2 separate regions of the Sus scrofa genome follow, and region 2 is linked to region 1. A link is a contact called in public HiChIP or PLAC-seq data. All regions are on one chromosome and are shown on one strand. The core of a region is the stretch at or near the end of the contact, and the rest is flanking DNA. Distances in the headings are between cores, read along the strand shown.

Region 1 (5,551 bases), core at 1,302-3,801:
TATTTTATGCTAGAATTGATTGATGATTTTTTCCTTTAAAGTGTAACCGTTGGAGAGAATTTAGTATAAAATTCCTGGGTAAACATGGGGCTTCATCTGAAGCCCCATGGTAGTGGCAGGTGATACTTGCTAATATCTGTCTCTGGTCACTTTGAATACTTAACTCCACTGGTACAGCATCTTAGGGAAATTCATGAGCAGATGGAGGGAAGTATTTGTTTACGCTAGCGTCATGGTGGTGGTCATTTCCCAGCATCTCTGCCTTTGTTTATTTGTAAGAAATTTCTCGCAGATGTATGTGGCATTTTTTCCCAGGTATCTTCCGGGCGGGGGTCGGGGCGGGGGGGACCACTAAGCCGTATGGAAAATAACAGAAACAGAAAGCTTCTTTTTGATGCACTGAATCAATACAGTCTCTCGAGGGGTAGTATTGATACTTGGGGGAGGGCAGCAGTTAGAAGGCTTCGTATTTTCCATGACAGGCTGACCCCCATGGACGCCCATACGTGGGAAGACGTTCTGTGGAGTCTTGAGGGACCCATTGTCGCCCTTGGTCCTCTCCAGAGTGGGGGGCAAAGGACAACTCAGGAGAGATGACAACGGTGTAACGGGGACCAAGATGAGCCTTGTCCTTGCCTTCATGGATCTTGCCGTTGATGGTAGCATGGGCCCACATGCCCACACATCCGTGCGCCAGAAGGTGTTGATACTCGGATGTTGAGCGTAACAGCCGACTTGGAGGACCTGGGTGCTGCGGGGAAGATGTGACCGACAGAGGGGCCGCAGCCTCCGCTCTAACAGAGATGGGTGGCGTGACGGCAATGCGTGCATTTTCATCCCTCTCGCCTCCCCTCCCTTCCTCCGTTATTAACCGTAGCCACCTGCTCTGGGCTTTACTGACACAGAAGACACAAGTGTAGTGAAGCGCAGCGAATCTCGTAGCCTTTCCTTCTCCAAAGTCATCCTCTGCTTTTTCCTGCAAACCGTATCCAGAGTCCTCCTTTTGCAAGCTTTCCGTGAATAGGTAGAGACAGCTTTCCTCCAGACCAGTCCCAGCCTGGCATGTCGCACCCTCTGTCAGTTCTGTCCTTGTCGTCTTCCCACCATGTGCTGTGTGTTTGCGCAGGGTATGAGCTTTTCTTCGTGATGGTTGGCTGGTTGTTTAATTAGGTATGTTTTATATGAGTCTGTTCAATTCTGAATATCTGTCTTAGGTAATTTGCTCCCAGAGGGAGAAAAATATCATTTTATACAGCTTTTACTACAGTGCTGTGTGCATGTGGTTGTTCAATTTTGTTTGTTTATGGTAATGCAATTTTTGAGTTAGATTATTTTGCTCTTTCCCTTGGGACTTGGGTGAATTACTCTGTGAGAGACTACAGGAGCTTAATCGTGTTAGTTGTTATTTAAACTAAAACATCGGCAGGTACACACACAGTCTGCATTTGTGTATGGGTAGGACAAAAAAAAAAAAACCTCTAGGAAAATGGGAAGCTGGGTAAGGTAAGAATATTGGAGGCTGGAAAGATTGATGGAAGAGCTGAAAAACCCACCGCAACCCTCTAAGGCGTCACCACCCTTATTTTGAGTATGTTTTATGAAAGGCTGCAGGATGCAGGTGACAGATGGAAGCAGCTTAAGTTTGCACTTGGACTCTGCCTATTGCTGGCTGTGTGCGTCTGGGCAGGCAGTTTAACCACATCTATAAGGTGGGGCTAGTCATGCCTACCTTGCAGGACTCTTTTGAAGATGGAATATGCTATCATATTCCTCCCTGATGGCGTTCTCTGTCGGAAGAGATTGTCCTTTGAAGTTGTCCTCTCTGCCTTAAAACCTGAGACTTCACTGTTCTCACGGTGGACCTCAGCTTTGGAGGGTATTTCCTGGAGGCCCTTTGTTGCATTTTGATGGCATACCTCTCTCCTAGAGTGTCCTGATTTTCTGAGTCGTCCCTAAGCTGAGAGCGAGCGCAGGTGCTTAAATGTCTGTGTGCAAAGGGGCTGCTAGGGGAAGAACCCATTTTCACACCGCGTATCCCCTAACGTGTTATTTATCTGTATTTCCTGTATGCGATAAAAGGTTTAAGCCCCTCCTTCCAATTTATGTCTCTTCATACGAGTGTGAAGTTAAAATAACACTCTTCCAGTTTAACATGTGGGGCGTGTGCTCCCTTGTCTGTGTGTCTGTGAGATGGTGTGAGCGTAAGTCGGCGTGTGTTTTCCAAAAACGCTCCTCTTACGTAACAGACTTTGGTTCAGGGCTCAACCTCTAGATGGCAGTTGTGTATGTGTGTTCGTAACTGTTAGGCGGTCCAGTTGAAAAGCAGCTGTCTTTGTACATTGTCAGTGCGTGTGTGTAATGCGTGTGTGTGTGTGTTGAAGAAATCAGGCGGCTATTGCTCCTTAAAGGAAAGGTATCCTAAATGACTCATTCTTTCTCTCTAAATTCCTTCCTCCCACCCTCGTAGAACGGATCATTTCATACCCACTTTCCTGCAGAGGCAGGCGTGCTCAGTCCTTCTGGCCTGTGTTTAAGCAGCGCGTTTCCCCGTGCTCTCGGCACTCAAGTGTCAGGCCCTGTGCTGCAGGGACAGCTTATTTAAGGGTGGTGACGAGGACAGGCGAGTGAGTGGGGCTGAGAACCAGGCCATCCTGCTTTTCCCTCGGGGTGCCGTCTGCCTTTATCTTTTGCAGCAGATGAATCCATTTTTCCTGGTTTCAAGCTTCCCCTCCCCTCCCCTTCTCACCCCTGGTCTGAAATAATATTTGATGTTGCCTTCCTGCTGGTTGGTTGGAGTTGCCGGTCTCAGAGCCATTGACATTTCGGAGAGGAAATGGCTCTTTCCTTCCTCGGAGGGTGTTTTCCTGCTCTCATTTTGTGGCTGCGGTGGGGGTGGGGGGTACCCGACGTTCTGAACTGCTTCTTGGCTGTTCTGTCAAATCAGCGAGTTAAGAAGTTCTTAGAATCTTTAGAGTTGGTGCAATTTTTAAATGACCGAGTTTCTTTTTTTTTTTTTTTTTTCCTTTTTAAAAAAGTTAAATGAGAGTATTTGCTGTTGGAATCTGGTCTGAGTCAGCGTGGGATGTGTGGGTTAATGGATTGTGGTGTAAAATAAGACAATCCTATTTGTGTTAGTTCTATTAGTTCTTCCTCTGTCTTATGCCTGTTTCCAGTCTTTAGTCTGCACAGTTAAAGTTGGAGTTTTATTGATTACATATACCAGTTTATTTGGCAGCGTCTAAATATAAAATGTTTTTTTTTTTAAATCTAAACCACAATGTGGCTATTACATAAGTCTGAAGAAAGGAGACAGTTCAGCCCGTAAATGCCACTTATTGTGCATGTCTGTTCATCATGAGATGCAAGAGTAACAAAAAAATTGAGAAACGACCTAGAAGATTTCTTGAATTGGAATCTTTTCTCGTAGTTTGTTCTCAGCGATAACAAGTGTTTGCATTCCCTCTGAGTGGGTCTCATCTCAGCAATGAAGAATGCTTTCTTCTGGTGCAGTGTTGAAACCTGCTACGCCTGTGTCCCCGCTGCCTGTGGCCCAGAACAGGCTCTCCGTCAGCGTGTCTCATGCAAGACCATCTCAATGTGCCAAAAATGTGCTTGTCTGGCTTCCAATCTTTCATAACTTCATTCTCCTTTAAAAATGGAGGAAATTATCTGATGCGATTGGCATTATTACTCTCCAGACTCTTATCATTGCTCTGGTCCTAACTATTTGGCGTGCTTTCCTCCCAGATCAGTGGCTATAGTTATAATACGTTATCATTCATTCATTCATTAGGATTGATCCTTTCTAGATAATTAGAAGCCCGATTCTGGAAAATTCTTTCTTTTTTCTTTCTTTCTTTTTTTTTTTTTTTTTTTTTTTTGCTTTTTAGGGTCGTACCTGCAGCAAATGGAAGCTCCCAGGCTAGGGGTCAAATCAGAGCTGCTGCCGCCGGCCTGCACCACAGCCATTGCAAGGTGGGATCCAAGTCACACCTGCGACCCACACCACCGCTCACGGCAACGCTGTGTTGCCAACCTACTGAGCGAGGCCAGGGATCAGACCCGCATCTCATGGATGCTGTTGGATTCGTTTCCACTGCCCCACAACGGGAACGCCCTGGAAAATTCTTCAGGGGGGTGTGTGTTTGTGTGCTGGGGGCGGGGCTGGAGAGAGCGAGCTTTCTTCCTCTCCCTCCTTTCCTCTGTCCCTCCGCTAAGGCCCTGGTCACCCTGGACCCCAGGGCACAGACACTGCCTGTGCGAGGGGCGGTCCAGGGTGGTGTGAAGGTATGGGCTTTGCTTTAGAGTCCGGCGGACTGGGTTGCAATTGAGGCTCTGCCGCTCCCTGGCAGCGCAGGGCAGGCAAGTCATTTCTGAGGCTCAGGTTTTAAAGACATGGAATGCGAGCCCCTCCTCGTGAGCAGCAAATGCTCGTGCACGCACCGTCCTGAGCTCTGCGCTTGGCCCGTAGGAAACCCTTGGGACGTCTTCCACGTGTCTGGGGGGCCACCTTTGCAACGTCTGGTTTCGCTCTCGTGGCTAGTCTCTCACCCGTATCGCACCCAGGTCGCCATGGCATGTGTTTGCTTCTCACGCACAAGGACTGCCAGTGGTTGACTCCCCCAGAGCACGCGTAGTTGTGCAGGTTCCTAGGTGTTTGTCTCCAAATAGTCGGTGAATATTGCCTTCCCGTCATGACACTGGGTCCTCAGTACTGGAAAAACTGGGAAGGATCCCAGGTTCCTTCTTCGCTGATGAACGGGGAAGGCTCTCCCCGGGGGGACTGTGAGTGCATCAGGAATGCAGACACGTGTCCTTGTTGGTCCCAGCGCATAGAGGACATTACAACGTGTTGTGATGGGGTGGAACTCAGAAGGGGAGAGAGAGAAAGATGGATACAGACCCCAGAAATTGTAGGCTGGGGATCCACAGACGTGTTCGATGTGGCTTGAGTAGGGTTTGAGGCAACATTTTAAATGGAAAGAATCTGTAAATGCCAATGCCCCCTTCCCACGTGCCAGCTGTTTATAGGGCTGAAGGTAGATGCCTCGTTTGGGTGGCACACGTGCTCTCCACGTGGCCACAGTCTCCACCCTGCCCTGTTGTAGCACAGCACGGTCACCAGGGGCAACTGCCACTTTGACCTCGTCCTCACACTGTTGATTTTCGCATAGAGGGGAGGGGCCCCTTTGTTCCTGTGACTCTATCAGACAGCAAATGTGCAAAAGAAAAAGCAAGGACTGCATGTTTTAAGGAAAATGAGACCACGCCTATTTTCCACGGGACAGTGAAGACCCTTCGCCAGTTGCGCTCATTTTGCTGACTCGCCTGGTCTCTGTAGATGTTTGGCTCTGCATCTCACACACATGCACCGAAGACATGTCGTTCCTGAAGATTCTTCTGCTTTGGCCATGTCTTTGTGTAGACGAAGCTCTACAAAGAATGCTTGCAATTGTCAAGGAACGGTTAAGGATCAGTGTTTCCGGATAGCACTTTTTTTTTTTTTTTTCTTTTTAGGGCCATACCTGCAGCATATGGAAGTTCCCAGGCT
Region 2 (5,551 bases), core at 1,745-4,244, 74 kb after region 1:
TAACCATAAAGTTCCAGAGGTGATTCTGATGTGCACACATTAAGAACACCTGAAGTAAATAGCAGGAACTAGGTGTGATGGCATTTACATGTGGGGGCCAGAAGTGGCCTTCTATCCTCAGGCACAAGCTAGGAAAGGGGGAAGGAGTGGTTTTCTCCAGTGGACCTGGAGAGTGGTAGGAAAATGCGCCCAAGTAAACAGGTCTTTCTGTTTTCCAGGTCTACAACTCCAACAGAGACAGTCAGAGCGAAGGCAGTAAGTACGCTGTTCAGATTTGTTTCTACAGCTGGGGGCGGGGGCGGGATTGGGGAAGCTGCTGTTCTGGGGAAGGACCACCAGGAGGTGCTATGGGCCTGTTGGGTCAGCCCCCTTCCCCCAGAGCAGCCTGAGCGGCTTCTGCCAGCCTTACCATGTCAGGGACTCCAGGACTTGCCGTGAGCCTGACCGGCAAGGCCGTGATGACATCTTGCACCCCGTAACCCTTCACGCTGTCCAGAGAATGAGGTACATTAGCTCCGTTAATCCTGTGTCGTCTTAAGAATGTCATTCCAGTCACCACTTAAACGTTGCTTAATCCAATAAGAGCCAGGTCCCCAAGAGCCCTGTCCTGCAGGAAGCCAGAATTGGCTTTGCCTCCTGCGCGGTCTTGCTCAGAGGACTGGAGAGGCAAGAACCGTCTGAGTGATGGCTTGGTACCTACTCCTGGGTTCCCGTTGCCTCTTGGAGAGCTAAGAGCAGAGACAGTGCACACTGATGATATTCCTCTCTGACGGGAGTGACCTGGGCAGCCTCTCGAGCAGGCACAGCTCCCCTGCTTCTGGCTCTGAGCGCTCTGGTTAAGCACGACGTCCAAGGGCACCTGCAACCTTGTAACGATGATGGGGTGAACATGAAACTGGGCTGATGGTCTCCTTGGTGAGCAGGAGAAAAAACAAATTCCTGCCTTGTTGCTACCAGCGTAGGAAGGAAATTGTGTCCCTGTGCCTCAGATTTGCTTTGTAAAATCCACTTGGAGAAAAGTCCAAGATAGCCCTACCCTGAATTGCAGCAGTATCCGGAAGCTCAGTGCCGCTCCATGTGGACCAGAGAAAAGGATGAGCTGTTTATGTCGATGCGAAATCCACTTGGAGACAGACATTTCCCTTCTTTCATGCTTTCCAAAATACAGATGTTACAGAATCTTTATGTAAAATGTTAAGTAATTTGGAAAGGTCGTTATTGGTAGGCCAAGAGGCCTTTCGGAGAAGAAAAACATGTTTCTTTGTTGCTTCTGTTTTTCCCGCACGCATTGAACCAGGGAGAATTTTTCAAGTAAATATTCAAGGAAACAAGTCCTTCCTCCCCCGTTCAGATGGGCCTGTTTCGGAAAGCCCATCTGATACGGGGCTAACTTGACCTAAAATAACAATCGCATAAACAATAGTAATAATAATGAAAGGGCAGAGAACTCTGCAGCGCCACCCGCAGTAAGGTGGGAAGAGTGGAAGAACCAAGGCTTGAAATCAGACCAGTTCTGGAGACCCGGGGACCAGTGGGGAAGGGCCTTCTGGATAATAGAAGCAGGATGAGAAAGCTTTTAAACAGTTTGTCAGTCCTTGCCTCACTTCTCTGAGAGTCCCAGGAAAGAGCGCATCAAAGTGGCCTAGCTTCAGCCCACCTGGGGCAAGACAGCACACCTCGACTGAGGGTTTCGAGAGGACTCAGGAGATGGAATTACAGAAGGGACATCACGGGACCCACCAGGACAAGAGAGGACAGAGGCCCACGCCCTGCCCTGCTCTGGGACACATTTCTATAATAAAGGACCTAGGAACTGGGAGGGGCAGGGACACATCGAAGGAGACCCCCTGCCCAGACCTGAAGCTTGCCTGTAACTTTTTTTTTGCCTTTTCTAGGGCCGCTCCCGCGGCATATGGAGGTTCCCAGGCTAGAGGTCTAATAGGAGCTGTAGCTGCCGACCTACACCAGAGCCACAGCAACGCTGATCCGAGCCGCGTCTGCCACCTACACCACAGCTCACGGCAATGCTGGATCCTTAACCCACTGAGCAAGGCCAGGGATCGAACCTGAAACCTCATGGTTCCTAGTCAGATTCGTTAACCACTGTGCCACGACGGGAACTCCTTGCCTGTAACTTTTGACGTTATGAATCTGCTTCTCCCTCCTTGAGATACATACCGGTAGATTTAAAAGATGACCGTGCTTCTGCTGGTGGGCATGCCAGCTGGTTTTACCATATCGTAATATGTATTAAGTATCTGGGGACTATGTATTAAAAGCCTTTCAAAAGTAAATATCCTTTGACCCAGCAGTTTGTCCTGACGGATAGATGGGAATGCAAAGACATTTCTGTAAAGAAGTTCATTGGCGCATCGGTCACGATAGCAAAGAATCGGAGACAGTCTAAATGGTTAATAAGACACTGATGACAAATAGCAGAGAGCACTATGGACCCTCTAAAAAGAACAGGCGAGATCTTGGTATATTTGCCAAAACGGTGCCCTCCGTATATTGTTCCCTTACGTTTTTAAAACTCAGGTGGTGGAACCATGTGTGGATAAAAATAAATGACTTGCCTTGTCTAGAGACATTGAGAGGCACAGTCCTGGAGACGCTTCCTCGTCAAAGTCTTAATCAGCACAGGGGGTAGATTGCTGGGAGACACCGACCTTCACCTTGAAATATTTCTCTATGCTTTGCATTGTCAACAGCGAGTGTATTTTACAATAATAGCTGTTCATGGATAGCGCTTACCGGCTCCTCACTGTGTTTCAGGGTTTTTATGCACATTAGCTCCTCTGATGCTTTTGCACTGCTCTGCGAGGTGCTTTTGACCTACTTTGTAGATTAGGAAATTGAGATTGGTCAATGCAGGAGATGTGATTTAATCTGAGTTCTGCCTGGCTCTAATTTAACTCTGCTGTTAACCACAGGGATATTCTACCTCCCTAGGAAAAGAACAACACAGAAGGTTCCGTTTGTGGAAACAAGGCGCGTGCAGCATGTGGCTCTTGCCATTGTTATTCACAGGGGACAGAGTTGGCTGCCTTGAGTCTCTACTGATTCTTCAGCTGCTCACCTTTTCATATGGGAAGCGGGAGAGGACAGATGGGTTAAACATACCGGTCACTTTTCCAGGAGTAGTTTAGAAAAATTATTTTTCTAGGGTGCTCTTGTTCTAGAAACTGCTCTGTTCACTGATTTCCAAGCTGGCTACACCAGAGAAGTGCTCCGGTTAGGGTTAGGGTTAGGACTTCTTTTGACATCACACGAGCCTTAGCTTCGTTTCCCCTCTGCTGCCAAGCCCGTTCCCTTTCCAATTCCTGCCGAGGTGACGTGAGTTTCACCGCACCCCACGCAGTGGCGCTCCTCCGCCACAGGTGGCGCTGTTGCCCAGGCTCTGGTGGTTTTGCAGCTGTGTATGAGGCAATTGAAACACTTAAAGGTAAGAAGTCTATAGGATATGAATTTAAACGTGGGATGCTGTGCTGTTACCTTTTAAGAGCCAGATTCCAAATGTTGGGCCTTTTCCTTTCTGGAAAATGGTTTGGTGAGAACTCAAATGCCAGCATTTCACCACAGAACCAGCATATTTTGAAGTGACAGGTAGCAGGAGGGAATTCCTTCGGGGACAGTTCTGAATTTGTTGCTTTTATCTTGAAGTTTCTCTCAGGGCATACAGTGCCTGTGGGATGTCAGGCAGGGCCATAATTAATGGCTGGCAGCTGCTGGTGTTTTCCAAATGGCCCAGTTGCCAAGGAGGGGATGACAGCAGATAAATGCATGCACATTTCTTTGCAGAGACTTTTCTCCCCTTTGCTTTCTTCTCTCTTCTCTTTGGATCTCGGGTCCAGAGAGAGAGAATTAGTCTTGCTCCCTGGCTTGTGGCACGGGATCCTCACAGGCTCCTCCTTAAGTCACTCACTCACTTCTCTTTTAGTTCTTTTCCCAACTCCTATTCCTGTCCTCCCGCAGTCCACCGTTCTATTGTGTACTTTTAACGTGTACTCTTGCCAATTCATGTCTTTCATGTACTTGTGGGGTGTTTTGTTGTTGTTGTTGTTGTTTGTTTGTTTGTTTCATTTTGTTCATGGCTGCACCTGCAGCATATGGAAGTTCCTAGGCTAGGGGTCTGAATCGGAGCTGCAGCTTCCAGCCTACACCACAGCCACAGCCACACCGAATCCAAGCCACATCTGCGACCTACCCCACAGCTCACGGCAATGCCAGCTCCTTAACCCACTGAGCAAGGCCAGGGATTGACCCCACATCCTCACAGACATGGATTCTTAACCCGTGATCCACAACAGGAACTCCTACCTGTGTGGGTTTTTGTTTTTGTTTTTGTTTTGTTTTGTTAATTCTTTGATTATCGTTGATTTACATTATTCTGTCCTACCTGGGGTTTTCTGTCGTGTAAATGGTTGTAGTCCTTGTTGTGTTTCCCTGGAGGTTCTCACAGAGGGGGCATGGGCGCAGATGTCGCTGCGGTATTGTCGGGGTTTACCCTGGAGGAGAGTAGTGTCCGCTTCGTTGGAGGGAAGGTGCTCAGGTCGTGACCTAGAGCCGTCTCTCCGGGGCCTCCAGCCCCACGGGAAGAGTTCCCCCTTCCTGCTAACTCTGGCCATTATCCAACTCTCTCTCTTTTTTTTTTTTTGCCAGTCTAGTAGGTAGAAAAGGATAGCTCATCCTTGTCTTGATTTGTAGTTCTCTGATAATCAGTGAGTTTAAATATCTCTTCATAGGCCTGTTTACTGGGTGTCCGCTTCTATTTTCTGCCTCTTTGTGTCCTTTGCCCATTTTGCTATTGCCTGTTACCTCTTCTTCATTGCCGATTTGTAAAGTTCCTTGTGCTCTAGGATTCATTCCTTGTTAGTTGCAGCTATTTTAAATAGATGTTTCCGTGTTGCCATCTGACAATAGTATATGTGACCTCTTCCTCCCTTGATCATAAAGCCTTTTTAATCTTCGAAAACATTTCCCCGCTGGTTTATGATCGTCGAGCTGTGTTTTAAAGAAGGCCTCTTGGTCTGACCCATGGCACAAAGCTCTGCACCCACATTTTCTTTGGTTGGCTTCATGATTTTTGTCTTTCACAGGTAGGTTTCGAATCCATCTGATACCTACCACCATATATGGTGTTTCATGAAGATTCAGCTTTATTTTTATCCACGTGGAAAGCCGGTTTTCCCAATAACATCTTGGAAACGGCCATTTCTCCCCCTCTGTGACCTGTGATAGCGGCTGTAGTGTGTGCTAGGTTTGCATGTGTGAGCTCCGCCCCTGAGTTCTTTATGCCCTTGGTCTGTCAGTTCTTGTGATCATACCTCTCTAGTTTTAATATGATGACTTTGGGGTGAGTCTTAATATCTGGTCATTGGTTTCCTCTGTTGATTCCCCTTAAGGGTTGACGTAGCTGCTTATGGACCTTTACCCATCTCTATAAAGTAAGTTTGAGACGTGTCTCAAAAACTTCAATTTTTCACGTAGGATTGCACCGAACTGTACAGACTCACCTGTGGAACATGGACACCTGTGGACTCCTCACTCA

Evidence for each region. HiChIP or PLAC-seq counts read pairs in DNA pulled down with a chosen protein or histone mark.
Region 2: an H3K27ac HiChIP or PLAC-seq map of alveolar macrophages shows a contact between it and region 1. The contact joins two enhancer-like sites. A contact is called at or near these places in 6 of 47 Hi-C or Micro-C datasets (alveolar macrophages, blood, embryonic fibroblasts and 3 more) and 2 of 2 datasets of contacts at active chromatin or transcription factors (alveolar macrophages and skeletal muscle).

The regions. Positions count from the first base shown.
Region 1 is chr2:144,493,835-144,499,385 of Sscrofa11.1, forward strand. All of the region lies in intron 10 of ARHGAP26 (rho GTPase-activating protein 26), which reads left to right. Among named protein-coding and RNA genes, the nearest start is that of ARHGAP26, 200 kb to the left of the region's middle. Within about 2 kb of position 2,552, at least 33 of the 83 cell types and tissues checked have an H3K27ac peak or open chromatin away from gene starts, as enhancers often do. A contact at or near this core is called in alveolar macrophages, skeletal muscle and subcutaneous adipose tissue, where this site is marked.
Region 2 is chr2:144,567,482-144,573,032 of Sscrofa11.1, forward strand. It overlaps ARHGAP26 (rho GTPase-activating protein 26), which reads left to right. Exons shown (of 23, transcript XM_021085449.1): 12 at 219-255. Among named protein-coding and RNA genes, the nearest start is that of ARHGAP26, 270 kb to the left of the region's middle. Within about 2 kb of position 2,995, at least 14 of the 83 cell types and tissues checked have an H3K27ac peak or open chromatin away from gene starts, as enhancers often do. A contact at or near this core is called in alveolar macrophages, skeletal muscle and subcutaneous adipose tissue, where this site is marked.